2 separate regions of the Mus musculus genome follow, and region 1 is linked to region 2. Evidence: chromatin contacts called from public HiChIP or PLAC-seq data. All regions are on one chromosome and are shown on one strand. Each heading gives the region's core, a stretch centred on a gene start, on an enhancer-like site or on the middle of the called end of the contact. The rest is flanking DNA. Distances are from core to core; before and after follow the strand shown. Region 1 holds the start of Erlin1 (ER lipid raft associated 1). Region 2 holds the start of Ubtd1 (ubiquitin domain containing 1).

Region 1 (6,630 bases), core at 2,746-5,245, 2.1 Mb after region 2:
GAGAGAAACAGTTAGTCCACATTTACTTTGTAAATTTATAAAAACTGAAGGTTTTAATATAAGCTTTGTTTCTGTACTTGTATGTGGCATTTCACATTAATGAATATTAGTTCCTTCGAGTATTATGTGAAACCATTTGTTTAAATAGAGCTGCATCCTCTAATGTTCCCTAAATTCCAAAATGTAAATTTATGACTCTGCTTAAGAAGAGTTCCTTAGAAGGGTTTTGTTAATGTAATTTTTGCTTAGAATGCTGCCTTCTTTGTTTTTTTTTTTTTTTGTAAAAAAAGAACATTCCTATTTTGTAACACTGCCTGTAACATTTAACTTTTAAGTAATTAATAATCAAAACAGAAAATTATGATAGTTTAGGTTGAAATCTTTTTATTAATTTCACTTATTTCTGATGATCACACAGCATATTTGCTATATACAAATGGTTAAAATCTATTTACTATTATTGCCTATATCTACTTCATGTTACTGCTGCACCATGTTGCTTAACAGTGGGTTTCAGGAAGGCAGACAGATTTGCCTGGCTCTGAACAAGATCTAAGAAGGAGCCCAGGCTCTCAGTCTGATGATGCCACTGGTAACTTTGGGACTGTCAAGAACTGCTGGTACGCTACGGTCAGAAGAGAGAAACTGGGATGAGCCTAAAACAGGCCAGCAAGACACAGGCGGCACAGGAAGGCACAGGGAATGAAGTAGACATCAGCAACCGATGATCAGAAAATGGGTACAAAGTACCAGTCACTGGGCACATCTGTCACACCAAAACATTTAGAAAGAGTAATATAAAATAATTGTTCTAAGGGAAAAGGTTTTATAACCTAAAACATTTCTCTTTTTTCTTTTGTTTAAAAATATATCAATTCATTCTATTACAGTGATACTAAGTGTTAATTGTATTGCTATACATAAGATACGGTTTTAAAAAAGAACCTTCAAAAGTGTGAGTCAAATATGGGAAGCCAATCTGGAAATCATTGTGACTAGAAAAAGAACCCGGGCCTCACCACGTTCACCAGCTTCGCCAGGCCTCACTTTAATAGGCACAATACTTCCGTAAGCCATTGAGAAGGGACAGAAAAGAAACCAAGGAGAACTGGCTATTCACAGTTGCTCTCACTTAGCACAAAACTGAAGGCTAACATGAGAATATGAATAATACCGACTTCTCCTGTTTCCTGAAAACTCTGCAGCAGATTTGAAATAAAACTGAATTCAAACATTTATGATCCCACTGAGGTTACAGAATCAGCGAGAACCCAATCCTGCTCTGCATTCTTGTGATGTCAGAGTTATTTATTAAGTACGGCCTAGGACCATGATACTTTTTGCAAGAACGAGATTTGTATTTCAAACATTCTGAAACACTGTCAAAGTACCACATTCATTCAGGTGCCTCATAAATTTGCATTTAATTTACCAAGCAAAAATGTGAGGCTGAAAAGCTGTGTATTGAAATGTATTCCTCCATGTTAGCAGTAGGCTGGGAGCCTGCCTCTGTAGAAACCAAACAGTTCTAAACCAAGGTATCACTAATTTGTATTCCTAATTGTGTTTTCAATTCTTCTTTTGTTTTGACTTCAGTAACAGAAAACCTGCTAATACCATTAGCCAGAAGGCAGTCTTGGCAAGGCAGTTTGACATCATGACTTGTGCTGTGACAGTTGTACTATGAACTTTCACTTCCCATCTGAGTAAATACCAACGTTTGCTTAAGCAATAAGGAACTCCGTCTCCACCCACCAGTGCGGTAACTCCTGTCACACCTGTCTATCTGGAATCCCTAGGAGTCACTCACCTGCACAGATCTGAATGTTGTAATGAAAGGCAACATGATATGATAGCCTGGTCCACTGGGGCTCGTTAGCAAAGCTCCTCCCCTGCAAAAAGACGTTCCAGTTGACAAAACTGTTCGGATCTCTTTTCAACTTAAAATGCTATAACAAACATTCACTCATATTCATGTTACTAACCTACTACCCTCACAACAGAGTGACTCAACAACTGCTACTTCAAACATCCATCACATTTAAAAGTGTGAAAATGCATCCAAGTCCACTGCCAATATTGCACCCTGTTTCATAAGCTCCACCAACCACACCTCTGCGTCTCTAGCACTGCTCTTGGGTTCAAAAGATCCTCTCTGGTCTTTAGTTTGCCGATAAATACTTATGGAAAAAATTCTAATGACTCTCAATTAATGACACATAACAAGAGACAAATCAAAACAATACATTTAATCGCTAAGTTTAAAAAAGGAAAAAACCAAACTTTCAAGGAAGAAGAAACTTTCTGAGGCTAATGGTTCTTTCAATACATGAGTCCAATCCTAGGGGGATGGTTTCTGTCTAAAGGTAACAAAAACCTAGCATGGAAAGACAGACAGCGAAAGGGTTGAGTTGACAGCTGAGAGAGGGGCTTGTTTATCAAACTCTGTAGTATGTGAACGGTGAAAGCACCCCCTGCAAATTTGGGACAAATACAACACAAAGTCCTACTTTACACAACGAATAGTAAGTTCCCACAACATTCATCCTTGTCCTAAGTCATAACTCAAAAGATGAACCTTTGCAGGTTCATTAGTCATTTTTTTTGGAGTGGTATCTCCGTATGTTCTCTTCGTGGTTTTCCTGTCAGAAGGACAGTGATAAACTGGATGGAAATGTGGTCCAGGCTGGTATTTCTTATGCTAGAACTCCATCTGTTAAGACATACCACCAAAAGTATGTATTTTCTAGGATTCTGGACTGATCTAAAAGTAGAAATACCAGTTTAGGGGGCATGATGGAAATATTCAAAAATCTGCTTGTTTCAGAATAAACCACTATCCCAAGTTGTCCACAAACTGGCTTCTCTTCCCAGCTTATACCACGAGGACCTGGTGGGAAGTTAGACTTGATTTATGCCAAATCAGGTGGATGGCAACTGAGTCCACACTCTTTTTCACCTTGACTTGAAAAAAAAAAAGTGAGAAAAGTGGCCTGCAAATGTGGTTTTTGTCTCTTGGCCTTTAGGGATATATGACATTGCTCTGGTCATGAAGACTTTGGGGGACATAACCAGACAATGGGAGATTTTTTAATGAAGAAGAAAAAACCCAACTTAGTGTTGGGGAGAACTGTCTTTATGTAAGACAGAGATCCGGAAAAAATCCACAGCGGCAAACTAAACACCTGTGCAGTTGTGCGGACTATGAGAAGTCATCTCGGTTGCAGTGACTACTTCCGTGCCCCCTAAGGTGTCTTCAATTCTGTACAGAACGAACTTGGCACTAAACTGCCCCGACAACGGAAAAGTGCCCCGCCAAAGGTTAACTCCCGGCAGCTGGGATGAAACCACTTCCCAGGCAGGGCTGGAAGCAGCTCCCCTGACGCCGCGGAAAAGAGCAACTTCCCAGACTTCGCTGTGACCCATTGGACCCTTCCACTGTGCTTCTAGAACCATCGCGGGCTGCACAGGGCGGCGCTCACCTGTAGTACACGGCCAAGTGTCCCTCTTCGATCTTGTGGATGGAGGCGTACAGGAGGATCGCCACCAACCCCACCACTGCAGCCACCAGAAGCCGGGCTTGAGTCATATTCATCCTTGTTCCTCCTGAGCATGGGGAGAAGAGGAACCTCAGTCCGTTGAGTGACAGGCCAGTCCCCACCCAGGGAAGAGCCCGCGTACGGTCGCGGGCGGCTGAGGCGGGAAGCCCCGCGCTCCGGCCCCGGGCTCTCTCTCTCTCTCTCTCAGCTAAGCGCTCCCCTCGCCAACCCCCTGCGCGGGTGCCCCCGGCTCGGCGTACGTCGTGACACCTCTTCCCCGACTCCCCAAGCGTTAGGTCCCGACTGAGGGCGGCCTTGATCGCAGGCACTCGGAGGACCGCGACCCCCGAGCCTCGCCTCACCGGTCAGTGACGCATCGCCCCCGCCCGCACGTGCAGCCGCCACCCGGCCCCGCCAACTGCTGCCAACAGCCGGCCCCGCCCACCTGCCCGGTACTGCGGCTGCGCGGGGACGCAGGCGACGCAGCCCCCGCCCGCGACTCGCGAGACGGTGCGCGGGCGGGACAAAATTGGCCCCGGGTGCGCGCACAGTGTAGTGATTCTAAGTGCCCAGACGAGGACCAAGTCTCCTGGGGTGGGTCACTCGGACAGACGCTGGTTGAGGCATGCTAGTGCACAGGACCAGCCCCTCAGTGTAGGAGTTGTTCCTGCATCCTTTTGTGGTTCGTCCCTAGTCCAACTGGCAAGCACATTCTCCAGGTACACACCCTGCACTAGGGAAACTACCAGACCAGTCTCAAGGAATCAGGGGTTCGAGTTCAGAAGAGGAAGCTATTCAACCAGAATTAACCATTCAGACTTGGCCTGAATATTTATTTTGTGCCAGAATGCTACACCAGAGTGCTTTCTGAAAGCCACCCAGAAACAGGATCAGAATGATATATGTATGTTGAATGTGGAGGTCGGGATTGTCTTGTAGGCCAAAATGAGTAGTGAACGCTTGAGTTTTCATGACGGCGATAAGGTTGAAAGGAGTTGTATGGCAAGATAGGCTAGAACCAGATTTACAAAGTCTAGGATCCATTTTTCTGCTGATAGAGAAAATGTATGACAAGAAGACAGTGACTTCATTTATGGCTGTTAGGCCTGCATGCATGTCAGTCACTATCTGTGTGCCTGGTGCCCTCAGCAGTCACAAGAGGGCATTGAATCCCGTGGAACCAGAGTTAAAGGCTGTTGTGAACTGCCACATCGGTGCTGGGAATCGACCTTTTTTTTTTTTCACTGTATTTTAACATTCTATACCACGTGGACCTGGTGAGATAGCTCAGTGGGTAGAGGAGTTTGTGAACTCCTGAGGACTTCATTTTCACCCTAGACCTCACACAGAAGTGAAAAGCAGAGAACTGACTCCACAAGTTGTCCTCTGATCTCCACACATAAAGGTCCATGCCCCACACCACACACCAACACACACAATAATTAATAATCATAAAAGGTTTAGGGAATAAACCCACACCATGTGCATGTATTACAAAACAAAAACTAAAAGGAAAGGGTAGAGTTTAGAGATATAGGGACACATGGGAAATAAGGGCATTCTATTTCACTAAGGGCAGAGACAACTAGAAAAGGTTAACAAGGTTGGAAGGATTACCAAACTCCTGTGCAGGAAAATACCAGAAAGCAGTGCTTTTGGGGCATTGTATCTGTAACTGGCTGAGAGTGAAGACAGACAGGAAACTGGGAAACGGATATACAACAGCAAATACAAGGTTATGTATGATGCTAGTAACAAAGAGAATGACAGGCAAGAGAATCAATTCAGGCCTTTGTAAGAGCAAATCTAGCCACACCCCTTCAATACATGCACTAACCTGTATCGTGCATTTGATTTTTATTACCACGGAATGTATGGGACCTTGTTTGTTGCAGACCAATATTACAGTTTAGCTATTTTCATCTCCTCTGGTCCCCTTTGTTGGTATTCTGTCTAAGCTCCACTCTTACAGTTCCTGGCAGCAGCCACATATGCTCCCCCACCACCCCCCAGTTACCTGGCAACAGCCAGGTAGGCGTGGCCCCATAAAAGGGGCTGCTTGGCTCCTCCTCTCACTCTTAAGCTCTTGCCTCTCTTACCTCTTGCCTCCTTGTTTCCCATCCCGTTCCCCTGCCCCCCTCCAGGTGGCCATGGCCTGTCCCTACTTCTCTACTCTCTGCCATTCTCTGCCTCTACTACCCTCTTAACTCCCCTCCCCGTGCCCTAAATAAACTCTATTCTATACTATATTGGTGTGTGTCTGGTCCCTCAGGGGGAGGGGATGCCTTGGCAATGGGCCCGCTGAGGCACCCCCTTCCCCAACATTGTGCCAGAACATATTCTTATAGCTCTTTCTCTTTTTATGATCACAACACCCTTCCCCTGCCAAAAAAAAGCAGGTCGTGGAAGCACATGCCTGAAATCCCAGCCGGGAAGTGGAGGCAGGAAGAGTGAGTTTCAGGCCAGCCTGTCTCAGAAACAAAACAGAAAGAGAAAAAGAAGCTGCAGATAGAGATTAGCAGTAGAGCTCTCACCCAGTACCATGCTGGGCTTGATGGGAGAGTTGGGGGCACAAACTTGGTTTGGTCTAGTATCTGTGCTTTCCGAGTTTATTCTTCGTTCCTCGTAATGTTGCCTATAGAATAAAGTATATACAGTTGATAACTTATGATTTTAATTCTGAAAGTTGCTACTGAACAAAAAATAAGAGTGGTTTACTAATTTTTCAGAAGTAGGTTTGGGGTGATCTTATATTTTCTGCTTCATATCAACCTGTCTAAATCATGTAGATTAGAAGGTCCTAACATCACTTGTGTTCCATCAAAATAAACCTCCAAATCTGGCAAATCCTTGTGCCAATGATTGTGATAGTTAAAAACAAATGCATGATTTCTGGGAAAAAAAAAACTTACACATTAAGACTCCATTATTGAATTGTCAGTTTTAACTTTCGTGAGGCGGTGCACGCACTCCTGAGAGGGAGGCAGAGGACGGAGTGTTAATAAAGTTTGAAGCTAGCCTGGTCTACATAGGGAGTTCTAGGCTGCCCAGTGAGATCCTGTTTTAAAACAACAGAAATAAAACCAGAAGT
Region 2 (6,743 bases), core at 2,501-5,000:
CCAGGTGCCAAACAAAGATGGCAGTTCCCTTGTGATCACAAAGGATTCCTTCTGCATTTGTAACTTGTAAGTGAGCTGCTGCTTCCAAGGCTGATGTATGGGTTCAGTACTGCACAGACTGACTGACTCAGGCTGGAGAAAGTGCTCTGGGGATAGTTCAAAACTGTCCGCTTATCATAGTCTAACAACGAAGACTATGATCAGTTAAGACTAAGAATACTAATTTAATCCTTCCTAAATTTCCTTTCATTCTACAACCCTTGCTTAAAGGGCTGAACACCCATTACCTAAAACAAGCCATTCAGACCTTACCGCTGGAGTTCAGGGTTATATATAATCCGGCTCCATCAACCCATTCAACCTTACTGGCTACTATTCCTTTGTACCAACCTTCCTTTTGTTAAGAGGAATAAATTACAATAGGGTTCACTTACACAGGTACTACAGAGTAGATTTTAAACCATACATGCACTGGCTAGTTTTGTGTCAACCTGACACAAGCTAGAGTCATCACTGAGGAAGGAGCATCCGTTGAGGAAATGCCTCCATGAGATCCAGCTGTAAAGCATTTTCTCAATTAGTGATCAATGAGGGAGGACCCATCCCATTCTGGGTGGTACCATCCCTGAGCTAGTGGTCCTGGCTCCCGTAAGAAAGCAGGCTGAGCAAGCCACAGGGAACAAACCAGTAAGCAGCACCCTCCATGGCCTCTGCATCAGCTCTTGCTTCCAGGTTTGAGTTCCTGTCCTGAATTCCTCCAATGATTGACTGTGATCTCCGAGTACAAGCCAAATAAACCCTTTCCTCCCCAACTTGCTTTCTGGTCATGGAGTTTAGTCATAGCAATAGAAACACTAAAACAAGATGATAGTTCAGGCTCCCTTTTTTGACATAACAAAAAAAGGTATTTTATGAAAAAATAAGAAGGCAGTTATTTAAGCTGTCTTTTAAAGATGTGTTATGCATCCATAAAATCCAAAATTATTATTCCCAGAGTGCACAAATGTGGAAGAACAATTACAGATAACATTAATATAGTAACATCTATCTTGGTATGGGGGTGGGTTTAAGTATATCTAAGCTTCTGTGAAAACAACGGTCCTGATATATAGTTCACCGGATCTAAAGTTTACCCCCCAAACAAACCAAAAGCAAACACTAGTCAATGAGGAGCTCGATAAAGAAGTTAGAGATTAATGTATTGATCTCTGCAGTTTAAATGGGTAGGTTTGTGACAATTCAAATTAAAGAAAAAAATGTTAGTGATAGGCTCTAAGTAGTGAGTCTATGATCTTTAAAAAAAAATTTAAGTTGGGCAGGGGTAGTGCATGCCCGTCATCCCAGCATTTGGGAGGGGGATTTAGATCTTTGAGTCCAAGACCAGCCTGGTCTACAGAGTTTCAGGATAGCCAGGGCAACACAGAGAGAGCCTGTCTCAAAAGACAATACACAAACAGATAAATAACTAAAAATTAAAATTCTTTAGATTTTGTTAAATGCTGTGAAATCTCCATAGTAAAATCTGGGGGGAAATGGCATTGATAATAACCCATAACAGACTATACTTGATTAAGTTGTAAAATGTTATAAGCTTAAGTGCAAGTACCAGGGGCTTTATTTTCTTTCTGAGATTGGGGCTCACACTGTAGCTGAGGCTGGCCTAGAACTCACTAGCAAACTTGCCACCCCCCTGCCAAATCCTGGAACTAAAGGAATGCACTACCAAGCCCAGCCAATAGCAGGCATTTTTGCCCCTTGATGCTCTGGAACCATATATTTACCTCTTACAACACAGTTCTTTCTCTCACTAATTATAATAGTTTGATGGCCATAGATAGTATCTTATTTGTATTTCTGTCCTCAATTCTTTTCATGCTGGGTAAAAAATACGTGCTCAGAAATAATAGAATGGCAGAGAATGTGGACTATTGCTAAGGACCAACATATATTTCTAGCAGTTCATTTCTCACATATTCTAAAAATTAATCTGTTCAATTTGCTAAAGAAACTTCTTCACCCATAAACTTCCAAACATAATTTTTAAAAACCCGCATCTATATCCATTTTTTATTCTATTTCTTAAACCCGACACTGAAGGCCTAACATTCAACATTCAGAAAGAATTCTAAAGAGGCACCCTGGATTTGTTCAAATCCTGGATAAACTCGGAACTGAGAGATTCCTGAAATTGGAACTCTGGGAAGAAGGATAAAAAAATGGGACATTAAAAAGTTATAAATCTAATTTATCAAAAAGCCTATTTGGGGCTGGAGAGATAGCTCAACAATTAAGAGGACAGACTGCTCTTGAAGAGGTCCTGAGTTTAATTCCCAGCAACCATATGATGGCTCACAATCATCTATAATGGGATCCGATGTCCTCTCCTGGTGTGTCTGACAGCGTACTCACATACTATATATATATATATATTCTTTTTTTTAAAGCCTACTAAGACACATAAGTGAATCTTTAAAGACACTAGTCATCTACACGCCCACCGACCTAGAGCCAGACTGGCTCCTCCCCTCCTCCATCCAATTACAACCACTCAAACAGCTGGAGCGCACGCTACTTCCAGGAAGGCAAGAGGCCGGAGCGTAACCCTTGGAACCCAGACCTTCTCACCTAACACTCCGCAAACAACGCGGTCCTGCGGTGCAAGCACCAGGTTTGGACCAGAACACCCGAGTCCAAGTCCCAGCTCCACTTCCGGACTCGTCTGTGCCTTGCACAAGTCTATTACTCTCGGAGAAATGTAATGATTCTCTATGGACCACAGCGAGATGCGGAATGTAAAGAAAGCTTTAAGGAAGATGCAAGCGACTCTCCAACTTGTTAGGGCAGTAGCGCTCCCAGCGGGGGCAGAGCGGCCAGAGGACCAATCACAATCACCTCTCCCTTCACTCCCTTCCCGCCGCGCGCGGGTGCTGAGGCCGCTCCCTGCGGTCCGGCCCCTGCAGAAGCCTCGCGGCGTTGTTTGCCATACCTGCAGCCACCTGGTCAGCGGGCCCCTCCTGTTGACCCATGACGAAGTCTTGCACGAGGCCACACAGGGCGCCCATAGGCGCCACTGCCTCCTCCAGACCGGTGGCGGCAGCCATGACGCTAGCCAGAGATTGTGGGAGGGGGAAGTGGGTGTGGCTACGAGATGTGTCTCTCCGCGCACGCGCCTCCATGGCCAATAGTTGGGCGCAGACTTCAGGGGCGGGGCACCTCCAGGTCACGTGCCTGCCGGCTCTGGGCCAGGCAGTCCCTTCAGGGACCTAACGGCCCCTCCCCAGAGGGCGGGGCCTGGGCCGGGGCGCGGCTCCGGGAGGGGAAGTGACTGCCGGGCACGCAGCCGGGGCGGTTGAGGGCGCATAATTCCCGGCCGCTCTCCCCGGGAGACGGGCGACAGGGCGGGCACCTGGCTGGGTGGGGCCGAGGGGCGGTACGCATCCTGGGAAAAGCCAATGAGAAAACCAGACCCGGCCCGAGGGGCGGTGCCGTCGGTCACATGCGCACCTGGGGCGGCTGGCGACCGTGGCGCGGCCACCCCAAGCGGGAGGAAGGGAGCGGGGCCGGGCCGGGGCGGGGTTAGGCAGGTGAGTGACAGGCTCCGGGGGGCCGGCCCCAGCTGGGAGCTCGGAGTGATCCTGGAGTAGCTGCGGCGGTGTCCGCCCCCTCCCTCCGCCCCTCCAGCCGGGCTGGTCTCTGGCCGGGCACTGTCGCGGGCCCCCCTGGCCTGGCCACCTCCCTCTCCGCTGGCCCGCAAAGTTTGTGGCGAAGCCGGCGTCGGGCAGAGCGCTCCCCAGGGGAGATCCAGGAGCTCTCGATGTCGGGCTGCGGGAGTCGTTGACCCGGGGACGCCGCGGTTCGGGGCAGCAGCGTGGAGCAGCCGGCCGACCGCCGCCTCTGGTGCATGGGGGACCGGCTGAGAAGCCAGCATGGGCAACTGCGTGGGGAGACAGCGCCGGGAGAGGCCGGCTGCTCCGGGACACCCCCGCAAGCGAGCAGGTAACGCCAGGAAAGGCAGCGGGGTCCCGGCGCGCTGCCAGTTGGCCCTTGCCTTGCCCGAACCTTGGGGTTCCCGAGCGACCTCGCTCGGCGCCGGGCGCTTGGGTTCCCCCACGGCTTCTCGGAGCCAGACGGGGCCCTCCCCGGCGCGGGCTGTCTGGGAAGCGAGTTGGGGTAACTGCGAGCGCTGACCCGGCCGGGAGGCCAACTCGCTCCCACCGGGAAGCTGGGGATGGGGGCGGGGGCAGGAAATGTTTCCAGACCGCGACGAGGCTGGCGGAGGGGGCCAAGCGAGTGCGCCGCGGATCTGGCAGCCCCGGCCAGGGTCGGCCGGCGGCCGGCCGGGGCGCGGCGTGGGCAGCCTGCGTCCCCAGAAGTCGGAGCGATCGAGGCGAACACAGTCGCTCATTCCAGCGAGTCACTGTGTCATTATCGGGCTGCAGGTCGTTGTCTGCGGGAATCCGACTTGTAAAAAGCAGTGCAGGACCATGGAAAATAGAAATCTTTATTTCCTCCCACCTCTCCACACGGCTTTTTGGAGCCTCGGTGGCTGTCTGGGAGTCTAGGAAAGGTGGGGTGCGGGGTGAGCGTCGCCTTCGTGTTTGTTAGGAGCGTTCTCAGCTCTTGGAATGGGATCCCTCTCAGCCATGAGAATGGGATCTGCTCTCTGGCAATCTTCGAAGCTCCAGTAGCGCGGTCTCACTTTCTTGGTACACCAGCCCTGTCCTGGCGCTTCGTTTGAGGGTCATTTCCCTGTCTTGTACTCTCTTCTCTGGGGGTGTTGCAAAGAACTTATGCAAATGATAAACTGTGGCGCGCAAAAAGACCTTCAACACTGGACTGAATTTCCAGATCTACCTCTCTTTTATGTAAAAACACAGATCCAGAGAGGTTGGGCAGCTTCCCCTAAGTCACACAGTGAGTTAGAAGTGCAACTGAGGTTGGAATCCGGTCTCTTCCCCCTTGTTACCACATACCCCTTTATGTAAGAGGAGCCACAGGCGCAGTTGTTAATGAAGTGGAAACTCTAGTTGGAGTTTCCTGTCTGCTTTGACACTGAAGGTGTGTTGTTTTGCTTGTGTAAACTGGGAAGGAAGATGGGGAGAAGCACAGGGGAAGCTGGGAAGGATGTGTGTGTGTGTGTGCTGGACAGGATGACTTGTGCAAGCAGAAACGTTTTTATGGGAGGATGGAGTAAAACTTACAAATTCCTTTTGAAAGCAACCCTGGCCTTTCTTCTGACCAAGGACTTTTGTTCGTTCATTCATTCATTCATTTATATCATTCATACATTTGATCAAGCAGAAAGCAAATAATTTTGATTTCTTGTATGCTCCATCCTTGATCTTGCCTCGTGTTTTTATGGTTGACTACCCTTTCCTACCTCAGTCTCCGAACTGCTTTCTATCTCTGCTATCCTTATCCTGGTTTCCTTTCTCTATCATTATTTTTTTCCAGTTTTGAGGGTCAGGAGTTTACAGAAGCATTCTGCCATTGAATTGCATCTCTATCCTCCGATTTTCCTTTTCAATTTCTCTTGCCCACCCTCACCTGTTATACACCAGTGGCTCAGTCTGACAATCTGGGTTTCCTCATGACACTCCCTCCCAGAGATAGCTTACTTAGTTGCACAACTCTTTGTCCATCAGGAAGACCCCTGTCTCTTAGTTACCAGCTTGATTCCCAGACCCCCATGTCTAGGCAGACATCAGTACTGTGGATATCCTGGGGCTCAACCCATCCACAACAGGTTCTGCACATCTCTACCCGCTGTCCTGTACTCTGCTGACTTGTCCTCAGCTTTCTGTCAGCTCGTCACAGGAGCCTGCTAGTTCTTCCATCAGAGTCATTGTGTCTTACAGACATGCCCTTTCCCAAACCATCTCAAGCCCGGCTATTCCCCCAGGCTGCAGTGAGCTCCAGGGAGGGCAAGCTCACCATCAGTCATTCATCTCATACCTGCATACACTCCATCTAGAAGCCACTGTGTGTCCAGACTGCAGTTATTTTTGTTCAGTACCTTCTACCTCTACAAGGCCTTTAACTTTCAAGACTGGGCAAGTCTGGCCTGGTCCTTTTAGAACCCGATTGCTTCCTCTTCCTTGACATTAAGGCCAGTAATGTTTTCATACCTTTTCCACTTTAGGAGAGTCTTTCTTCAGATTACACCTCAAACCCCAAATGCATCCATCCATCCTATTTGCCTTCATTTCTTTTCTTTTGAGACAGGACATTTGCAATATAATGAAAACAGACTGGCCTAGAACTCCCTATGTACCTAGTATAGCCATGTACCCTAGCTTGGCCTTGAACTCTCTCCAGCCTCGAGTGCTGGGATTATAGGAGTCTACCACCACATCCTACCTTTTGTTTGTTTGTTTGCTTGTTTGTTTATTTGGTTTTTTTGAGACAGGGTTTCTCTGTATAGCCCTGGCTGTCCTGGAACTCACTTTGTAGACCAGGCTGGCCTCAAACTCAGAAATCCGCCTGCTTCTACCTCCTGAGTGCTGGGATTAAAGGCGTGCACCACCACACCCGGCTAATTTTTTTTTTTAAATCAGCACACAAGATGGGTTTAGTTTTTGACATTTTCATATATCTACATCACATACTCTGCTCATACCCATATCCCCTTGAAGCAGCCTGCTCAGCAGGCCCCCATCCCCAGCAGAAAGGTGGCTTCTGAGAACTCCTGCAGACACTTAGCAGTGCCATGGTGCCACTTTGTTAACAATTATCTGTTCTAT

The links. HiChIP or PLAC-seq counts read pairs in DNA pulled down with a chosen protein or histone mark.
Region 1: an H3K4me3 HiChIP or PLAC-seq map of fetal liver shows a contact between it and region 2, with 6 times the contacts expected there. The contact joins the promoter of Erlin1 here to the promoter of Ubtd1 in region 2. A contact is called at or near these places in 3 of 115 datasets of contacts at active chromatin or transcription factors (astrocytes, fetal liver and large pre-B cells).

The regions. Positions count from the first base shown.
Region 1 is chr19:44,065,790-44,072,419 of GRCm38.p6, forward strand. It overlaps Erlin1 (ER lipid raft associated 1), which reads right to left and starts at 3,996. Exons shown (of 12, transcript NM_001164360.1): 1 at 3,902-3,996; 2 at 3,483-3,606; 3 at 1,811-1,892. The coding sequence starts at 3,595.
Region 2 is chr19:41,978,013-41,984,755 of GRCm38.p6, forward strand. It overlaps Ubtd1 (ubiquitin domain containing 1), which reads left to right and starts at 3,751. Exons shown (of 3, transcript NM_145500.3): 1 at 3,751-3,996. The coding sequence starts at 3,927. Mms19 (MMS19 cytosolic iron-sulfur assembly component) reads right to left here and starts at 3,124. Exons shown (of 31, transcript NM_028152.3): 1 at 2,987-3,124. The coding sequence starts at 3,101.